Linked DNA regions of Hordeum vulgare: regions 2 and 3 are each linked to region 1. A link is a contact called in public Hi-C data. All regions are on one chromosome and are shown on one strand. Each heading gives the region's core, a stretch centred on a gene start, on an enhancer-like site or on the middle of the called end of the contact. The rest is flanking DNA. Distances are from core to core; before and after follow the strand shown. Region 1 holds the start of LOC123396558 (protein Brevis radix-like 1). Region 2 holds the start of LOC123395452 (transcription factor TB1-like). Region 3 holds the start of LOC123396626 (phospholipid:diacylglycerol acyltransferase 1).

Region 1 (2,955 bases), core at 188-2,687:
TCAACCCGTCCATTGTTAATTCCACCATGATGAGAAATTGAGCGGAACAAGTAAAGCAAAACAAAGAGGTTACGTGAATTGATCAATGGATTGTTATCTTATTTCACTTATGGATAGAGAATGTGGGATCAGATGACAAACTGAATGGGGTGTTCCATTCTCTGTCTCTACAACAATGCAATCTTACATTCAATACATTCATTCATCACCAAACAAATCACCACAAAACAAAAATTCTTGCTGGTGCTTGGCACACGGTTGGATGCATGGGGAGGGGATCTCACCAGATGATGAGTTCCTGCCGGAGGAGGGGATACGATGAGGGGAGCAAGGGTTAGGCGCCTCTATCTGGCCAAATGAAATCACCGTTGCCGCGCCATAACCTCGGAGTTCCCCGTGTGAGCCATGGAGGCCCACCTCCACCTGCAAGTACTTCGCTCCACCGCGCCTTATCCGCGCGCCGCCGCCGTTCTGCATCGAGGAGACACATCATCCCGAGTCACTGTAGCTGTCGCGTTGATTTGATCCAGAAGCTGTGCTCGAGCGCCGAAACGGGGGCAGCAAGCGGGAAGAGATATGACCGCGGAGGCGGGTGGGTTGAGATCGACAGCAGTGGTGGTTGAGGTCGGCCGCGGCGGTGAGTGGTGTGGCAGCGACCTGGGCACAGGCCAGGGTGGACCAGGGTCGACGCGATGCGCTCGAGAGTCGCAACGGAGGCAGTGAGCGGGGAGAGGTACGGCCGCGGAGGCGGGTGGATTGAGATCGGCAGCGGTGGCGGTTGAGGTCGGCCGCGGCGACGAGTGGTGTGGCGGTGGCCTGGGCACAGGCCAGGGTGGCCCAGGGTCAACGGGAGGAGGCGATGCGTACGGGTATAATTTTTGCAGCGAATCGTTTTTTCATTTTGCGTTGCAGATAAATGATGGAGCGCGGTTTGAATAACAAAAATTACATGAACTTTTTTATAAAAATGCTGTGGTGGGTTTTCCGAGGAAAGCAATAGCCACTTTATTACTCCCTCCGTCCGGAAATACTTGTTCTAGAAATAGATGAATCTAGACTTATTTTAGTTATAGATACATTCATTATATTCATTTTTAGGACAAGTATTTCCGGACGGAGGGAGTATTAGGTATAGATTATGTTATTAAAATGTATTCGTTTTTTTATTTTTTATTTTTGCAATGCGAAGAATTTGTGATACGGCCGCGCGTTTGATGCATGTCTAGCATTGAAGTTGGCCTCACTCTCCCTCTCCGCTGGCAATGGCAGTGGCAAGTAGTACTACTCCTGCCAGTGGCCACACGGCCGCGGCCCCTCGGGGGCCCGCGACCCACCAGCGGCGTGTCAGGGAAGCTTTACATTGATGGGTCCGTCGATCCAGTCGAGCCCGTGGAGTCGGGCAGGCAGCCGCTCCATAAATTAAATCCCACTTGGCTCGTGCCGCCCGCAGTGCGGCTGCTGCCATTAACCCGCGATATACTATAATCCGGCCATTAATGCCCTTAACTCGAGCTCGAGATCGGAGGCGACGAGGGGCGTGCGCGCGCGCGCGTGTGTACTACCTCGCCACGTCCTGGTCCGTGTCGCCGTCCGTGCGCTACGTGCCGCCCCACCATTTAAGGCCGCGCGCCGCTCCCGGTCTCGCTTTCCGGGGCGGGAGGGTCTGTCTCTGTCTGTCGGTCAGAGGCGCGTGCTCGCCGGCGGCGGGATGCTCACGTGCATCGCCTGCTCCAGGCAGCTCGGCGGCGGCGGTGTGCCGCCGCTCCACGAGCCGCCGGAGGACGAGGACGTCATCGATGCCGGACTGGGCGTGGGGGGCGCTGCCACGCCCAGCACCCGGCAGGCCATCAAGGCGCTCACGGCGCAGGTGGGCTCTCGGGACTGCGCTTCCTCTCTCTTGCGACTGGAGTCCTGCTTGAGAAAATGTCGATTTTTTGTTTTGTTTTGTTTCTCTTGCTCTGTTCATCGGAAGGGGACGACGAGTTTTTTAATCCGTCTGAATCTGTCTGCAAGTCACGGCCTTTTAGGTCTTGGAATCTTGTCTCGAGGTCGTAATCATCAGATCGGGTGGGACTGAATTGACGGGGGATTTTCTTGGGTTCAGATCAAGGACATGGCGCTCAAGGCGTCGGGCGCGTACCGGCACTGCAAGCCCTGCGCCGGCTCCTCCGCGGGGGCCTCGGGGCGGCACCACCCGTACCACCACCGCGGCGGCAGCGGCTTCCGAGGCTCCGACGCTGCCTCGGGTTCCGACCGCTTCCACTACGCGTACCGGCGCGCCGCGGGCGGCGGCTCCAGCGGGGACGCCACGCCGTCCATGAGCGCGCGCACCGACTTCCCCGTCGGCGACGAGGAGGAGGAAGAGGAGGAGGACGGGATGTCATCTGGCGGCGGCGGCGGCGGCGGCAAGGAAGACAACGCCAAGGAGTGGGTGGCGCAGGTTGAGCCCGGCGTCCTCATCACGTTCGTCTCGCTGCCGCAAGGTGGCAACGACCTCAAACGCATCCGATTCAGGTGTGTGCTCTTACGCGATTGCGCCTGCATTACTCTGATTGTTGGCTGGAAAATATCTTGGTGGCCACATTTTCAGAAAATGTGATTGGAATTTTGAGATCCTCCTGCATATGAATAGATTTTTGTGTGTGTTAAATTTGGTAAAAAAACGCAGATAGATGAAGCGCAGTGTGTTGAACAACTCTCAACGAATTGAAGTTTCAAGTAGCATGTTTCATCTTTTTTACTGCTCAGTGCACGGAGTTACTACAAATTTCTTTGAGAAATGCCGAATGTGAATAGTTAAACATTTGAGCCTAAAGCTTTCGTGGTTAACCTCTTGTTCTTACTTGGGCACCGTTGGAAACTTGGTATGGTGGGATTCTTTTTGGACTATGTACTACAAAAATATTTGCCACGCTTTTTCCTCACTGCTATGCGTCCTATATATAGATAGTAATA
Region 2 (2,955 bases), core at 245-2,744, 340 kb after region 1:
CATGCCATCTTCTCCCGCTCCAGCGACGTGGAGCCGAGAGGACTCGGATAGGCGGTCGATGGCTGGCTTAGACTGGGTGAGCAGCCAGTCCACAGTCTTGCTGGCCTTGTCGAAGCCGAGCTGGTCCTGCAGCGCGAAGAAGTCACGCGCGACGTCGAGGGAGAGCCGCATCCGGCGGTCCCGGACGCCCTGCGCCGTCCGGATCTTGCTGTGCCGGTCCGTCCTGAACGGCCGCTTCCTCGCCCTCGCGTGTCCGGCGCCGGCGGCCTGCACTGCGCCAGTTCTTGGCCCGTTCCCCGGCGGCATGTCCGCCAGAGGAGGAGCCGGCGGACGCGGCCTGAGCACCGCCTCCAGCGTCTCGGAGTTGAACTGGTTGCCATGGCCCGGGAAGAAGTGGTCGTAGTGCTGAATCTGATGGTCCTGATGCGCGGGAGGCGCCATGGAGAAGCTGCTGGCAGGGTTTGGCGTCTGCGCGGGCGGTTCTCGGGAGATCCAGAAACCGTGAGGGTTAGGGTGGTAAGGCAACATTGGCGAGTGCAGTAGCTAGTAGCTGCCTGCACTTGAGTACAATATATCTTCCTACAGCAAGATCTACTTCTTGATCTAACACTACAGTTGCTTCTACTCCTAGTTGGTTGAGGACTCTCTTCTTCCTCTTTCACATGAGAAGTATGAGATCGACTATATTGGAAGTGACTAGGTACGAACGATGGTGATATAAGCTCAGCTCAGCATGGTGCCCAACTCTCCATCCCCACTAGCTCCCATTGATGTACATGCGCTGATGTGCATCGATCTATCAACCGGCTTAATGGGAAGGCCAGCAGCCAGAGAGGGGAAAGAAGGGAGGGCAAAGGTTGGGGATGGAGAAAGGGGTCTACAGGAAGCTGAAAGATGGGAGTGGTGAGCTAGGCAGCTAGGTATTTATTAGTGGAGCTAGCATATAGGGTGTGGGTGTGGGTGCGATGTGTACGCGCGCGTTTTGTTTGTTTTTTATCAGTGATTTTGCTGCATGCTATGCTAGCTAGGTCACAGAGGGCAGTGAGGGCATTTGAGTTTCGAGCAATGGCGCCCGTCGCTGTGGGTGGTGGCGCGCTGTCTGGCCATCGACGACTGTTGCGTCACTACTGCGCGTGTATGCGCAGGGCGGCAGCCTGGGCTACGCATAGGTCGAGCTCGACCCGTAGGTAGGTAGGTCCGTAGCTGTCTGATGTTGGTGTGCGTAGTTAGGAGAGTTCGCGAGGGAATGATGAAGGCATTATTGCGGTCGATCGAGGGCTACAGTACTGTACTGTAGGGACACGTGGGAATGCAGGCGTTTATGTGACATATAAATCTATGTGGTCTCTCCATAGACAGTGTGCATGTACGTATGATTTTGTAGTACAAAGAACTCATATGTCATCATAAGTTAATAATTTGACAAGCTAGCTCCACAATTGTGCATAGGTATACCACACTAGTAGGAAAGAGGGCTTTGGTCCAGGGTCTGCAATCCCACTAGTCCCGGTTCATTCATGAACCGGGACCTATGATATAATTGGTCCCGGTTCGTGAGGCCAGGGCGCCAGCCGGGCATCGTGGGCCATTAGTCCCGGTTCGTGTCAACCCTTTGGTCCCGGTCCCAGACATGAACCGGGACCAATAGGCAGCGACCGTTCGTAACCCCATTAATCTCGGTTGGTGAATCAAACTGGGACCAGGTGGACCGTTCGTATCCCCTTTAGTCCCGGTTAGTAGATCAAACCGGGACGAAGTGGTGGTGGCAGCCGTTAGTATCGCCCTTTAGTCCCAGTTGGTGGCTCAAACTGGGACTAAAGGCCCAAACGGTTTGCCTCCCGCTTCGTTTCCAGCGATGAAAAGCACAACCGAAGCAGAGTCTATCGCCATTTCTCTGCTCTTCTCCTCTCTCGCTCTCCTCTCTTCTTCCCCTCTCTTCTTCCCTTCTCTTCTTCCACCATGCCAACTCACTACGGAGAGGTGCTCGCACATGGCAAGACCAAGCTGGATGTTGTGTACACGAACAACAGCAGGGAGATGTCGCATTTTCTTAGACAATTGAAGGGATGGCTTGACGCCGCGCTGGAGCATGAGAAGTTCTGGGGCTTGATCTGGAGTACACGGCCGGTCAACGAGGTGTTGCCGTCATCCAACTATGTTTCAAACTCCATGTCTTGATCTTTCAATGAGCGAGGTATGTTTTGAGGCTTTCTTTGATCCAAGGTTATGAAACATGCATATATATAGTTATTTCTTTAGGTTCCATTAGATAGCAATATGCAGTTTCTATATATGTTCCATTGGATAGTTAATTGAGGGTTTCTTGATCAATTCATAGGATATGAAAACAACATAGGATCGATAGCAATATGTTCCATTTTGGAATCCTATAAAGATCAATTTCTCTTTAGTTGTAGTGAAACAATTTTATGCGGCGTTCTTTGATCCAAGGTTATGAAAATTCTTACTTAAATAGTTACTTGCACAAGGCCAATGCTCGCTACGGAGAAAATGTGAGTTATCCTGAACCAGCGTTGACCGGGTGGAGTATCTGTGCATGTCGCGGGACAAGGCCGTTGATGGAAAAACGATTGATAATTGAGGGTAGGGTTCTTGACACTAGTAGAAAACATGGTTTTGGTTCAGGTGAAATAAGAGGTTTAATCCTAGTTTTGTTACGAACCGGGATTAATGGGTGCATCAGTCCCGGTTCATGAGGCGAGGACGCCGGCCAGGCCAGGGTCCCGATTCGCCTAACCCCTTTGGTCCCGGTTTTAGACACGAACCGGGGCCAATGGTCCTCGCTTCTGGCGCAGAACCTTTAGTCCCGGTTGGTGGATGGAACCGGGACTAAAGGTCAGTCTTCTATCCCGGTTCTAGCCATCAACCGGGACCAAAGAAATGCCTATATATGCCCTCGCCCCTGCCCACCCTCTCCTCTATTTTTGGCCGTGT
Region 3 (2,955 bases), core at 201-2,700, 260 kb before region 1:
TCTAGAGGACCTGAACAGCCATAATCTAGAATGGTGCATTTCTCTTGTACAAGAATTTCCCTATATCAACGTTCCCTCATAGCGCCTGTGGGGGACACAATGTTGCCTAGTTTTACAACATGCACACTCCATGCAGCTCTCCAAGTCGCCTCTTGCCCACTCAAATCCTGCTCCCACGCTAGCAACAAAAACCAGCATTTCAAGGCAGCTCAAAGTGATTGTCACACCCAACATGTCATGTGAATACCCTAATAAGTACTTACGCAGTTAAACAGTACAAAACTAGCTTAAGAAACACAGTTAATCCTTCCATGGCACCTAAATCCTAGTTCTTGTCTGAGCGCCTTGCCACTGAAGAACAATACGCCCTAACCCAGACTTCAGAAGATCTGGAACAAACCTCTAGTCCTACAACTGAGATACATCAGTAAGATAAAAAAAATATAAAATATCTGCAGAAAGGGCGTTGGAGAACATGAGGGATTGACAGCCTATGGGAATCAGACTACTGTCCTGAAGTCCTAACTCTGCCAAAACAATTCCCAAAAGCTCGGCAAACAACAAAGCAAACCAAAAAGAATAACATGGGACTCGATCTATTAAAGGATCCTAGCGTAGATTACTAAAGCCGCCCTAACGAGTAACGACCAAACAAAGCAGACACTTAACGGACACGGGACGGATGCGAATGCAACACCTAACAGGTAAAGAAAGCGACCTCTTGTACACGTCGCCGAATGTGCCGCCCCAGAGGCGCTTCCGGAAGAGCCCCTCGGCGCAGTGGTGGCCCTCCCAGAGCTCGAGGCCTCCCGTGACGATCCCCGGCACGAAGATGACGGGGTGCTTGGCCTGCAGCCCCTCCTTCTGCAGCTTGACCCCGGGCGGGTCCGGTAGCGGGCCGGTGATGGCCTCCGTGACGTACTGCGGGAAGGAGGCCGGCATGGCGTTGTAGAGGAAGAGCAGCAGCCACCAGGAGGAGCAGACGCAGCCCACGAGCCAGCAGCAGCTGTCGACGCACGACCACTTGGCCTTGGCCCGCCTCCCGGCCTCCTTGGACGGCGGCCCGGAGGCGGACGAGGACGGCTGCTCCTCCGCCGGCTTCTTCCCATTGCCCTTGTCCTTGTCCTTGTCGTCGTGGTCGGAGCCATTGCTGTCGTCGCCCGGCGAGGGCGGCGGCGGCTGCTGCTGCTTCCGCCTCCGGAGGAGCGACATGGCGCGCGCGGGCGGGCGGGCGAATGGGATCGGCGGGCGGGGCGGGGCTACCTGCGCGGGCGCACTCGCATCGCCGGCGGCGGCCCGCGAAACCCTAGGCGCCGGCCGGGCCCAAGGAGGCGGAGGGAGCGAGGTCGGGAGGTGCGGGGGCGGGGCGGGGGCGGGGGCGTGGCGGGGCTAGCGTTTGTGAGGTCGGGAGAGAGGGAGGAGGCTCGAGGCCGTAGGCGACCGTCGCACCGCACCGGAGCGATCGCTCGCTCCCCTGCGCCCGATGTACGTGCGCCGAGCTGGCCACGGGTGGCTGCCAGCCTGGGCCCGGTGGCACGGGACGGGTCTGTGGTTCTGGTTCGTGAAGACGCGGTGCGGGTGCGGGTGAGAGGTGGTGGGGGCGGAGCTCTCCTGCCTCTATTGATTGGAACCCGTGTGGGGCCCAGGGGTAGCGGTCAAGGACGGTGAAGTGGGGCCGGCGTAGCTTGCAGATAGTAATGGCGATCCAGCCAGAGCACAACCTCGCCAAAACGTGATTTTTCTTTGGTTTTTTTACGGTGGTTGGCACGGTTTTTCCATTACTGTTGCAGGTGCAGAGCACGATCCATTCTTCTCATGCAATAATGGACTTAAAATAATTTAAATTCCTATTCTCATGCAATAATGCACTTAAAATAATTTGAATTCCTTTGAATATACTCCTCCGTCCAGAATTAAACGTCGCTGACCTTTGAATATACTCCTCCGTCCATAATTAGTCATTGTTGAAATAAGTGTCCAGTCTGTATATGCACTCGTTTCACCAACGGTTAATTTTATATGAAGTATTTATTAAATATATTTTTATAAAAAATAAGTATTTAGATCACTATTTTAATGATCTAAACATTCTTATATTTCTTTATTTATGAAGGGAGTACTTATGAAACTTTTTAGGGGCCCACTACCGAGCGGCGCCGCACACAGGTCTTCCCGTGCGGCGGCCAGGTTGCCAGCCTGGCAACCAAAACAACCCACACCTGCCCGCAGCCCCACCATTTCCCTCTTTTTTCTGCCTGAAGCCCCCACCAGCACCATAAATATCTACCTCTCCCCCACCACCAATCCCAAACCCATCTCATATCCCCTACCCCCCACCCCCCACCGTGATCTCTTCCCCCCCTGTCTTCTTCCTCCCTCCACAAAAGCCCACTGGCATGAACATACCAGCAAGAAACAAAATACCAACAGAAAAAAAGCATCAAGAAAAGAGACAATTTCAGGAGTTGTCCAAGTGATCCAAGGCAGTAAAAAATTACAGGTATGCAACTGCTCCATCTAAATTCTGGAGTTTCCCACAAATATGAATCTGCTTACAGAAAAGGACTACAAAAACAGCACCCTCAGATCTGTTGTTTTCCCTCAGATCTCTTGTTTTCTCCAACTCAAAAAGGCAAACCCTCTCTCTTTTTCTTGGCCCCTTCAGATATCCACCTCTCTTTCTCCCTCTGGATCTTCATCTTCTGATCTCAAATCACCCATTACAGAAACAAAGAAGTCAGAAAAAACACACTGATAAAAAATGTCTCCATGTGACACAAAAACATGCAGGAAGAGCAAGATCTTCACAAAAAAGAAAACAAACAAGGGGGCATCACTCATATATAGATGGATTCTCACTTTGTGACTGCTCATGACACAGGTTTGTCCCCTCCCTCCCTGTAGTTTCCAAATTAGTTGTGTTTTTTGTAGTGTTTTTGCTGCTACCATAATTCC

The links. A called contact is a pair of places that touch in the nucleus more often than the background predicts.
Region 2: a contact with region 1 is called in a Hi-C map of seedling, with 2.3 times the contacts expected there. The contact joins the promoter of LOC123395452 here to the promoter of LOC123396558 in region 1. A contact is called at or near these places in 1 of 6 Hi-C or Micro-C datasets (seedling) and 1 of 1 datasets of contacts at active chromatin or transcription factors (embryo).
Region 3: a Hi-C map of seedling shows a contact between it and region 1, with 4 times the contacts expected there. The contact joins the promoter of LOC123396626 here to the promoter of LOC123396558 in region 1. A contact is called at or near these places in 4 of 6 Hi-C or Micro-C datasets (leaf and seedling) and 1 of 1 datasets of contacts at active chromatin or transcription factors (embryo).

Annotation. Positions count from the first base shown.
Region 1 is chr5H:428,391,679-428,394,633 of MorexV3_pseudomolecules_assembly, reverse strand. LOC123396558 (protein Brevis radix-like 1) reads left to right here and starts at 1,437. Exons shown (of 5, transcript XM_045091463.1): 1 at 1,437-1,867; 2 at 2,105-2,514. The coding sequence starts at 1,709.
Region 2 is chr5H:428,054,715-428,057,669 of MorexV3_pseudomolecules_assembly, reverse strand. LOC123395452 (transcription factor TB1-like) reads right to left here and starts at 1,494. Exons shown (of 1, transcript XM_045090455.1): 1 at 1-1,494. The coding sequence starts at 528.
Region 3 is chr5H:428,656,038-428,658,992 of MorexV3_pseudomolecules_assembly, reverse strand. LOC123396626 (phospholipid:diacylglycerol acyltransferase 1) reads right to left here and starts at 1,450. Exons shown (of 6, transcript XM_045091511.1): 1 at 719-1,450. The coding sequence starts at 1,212.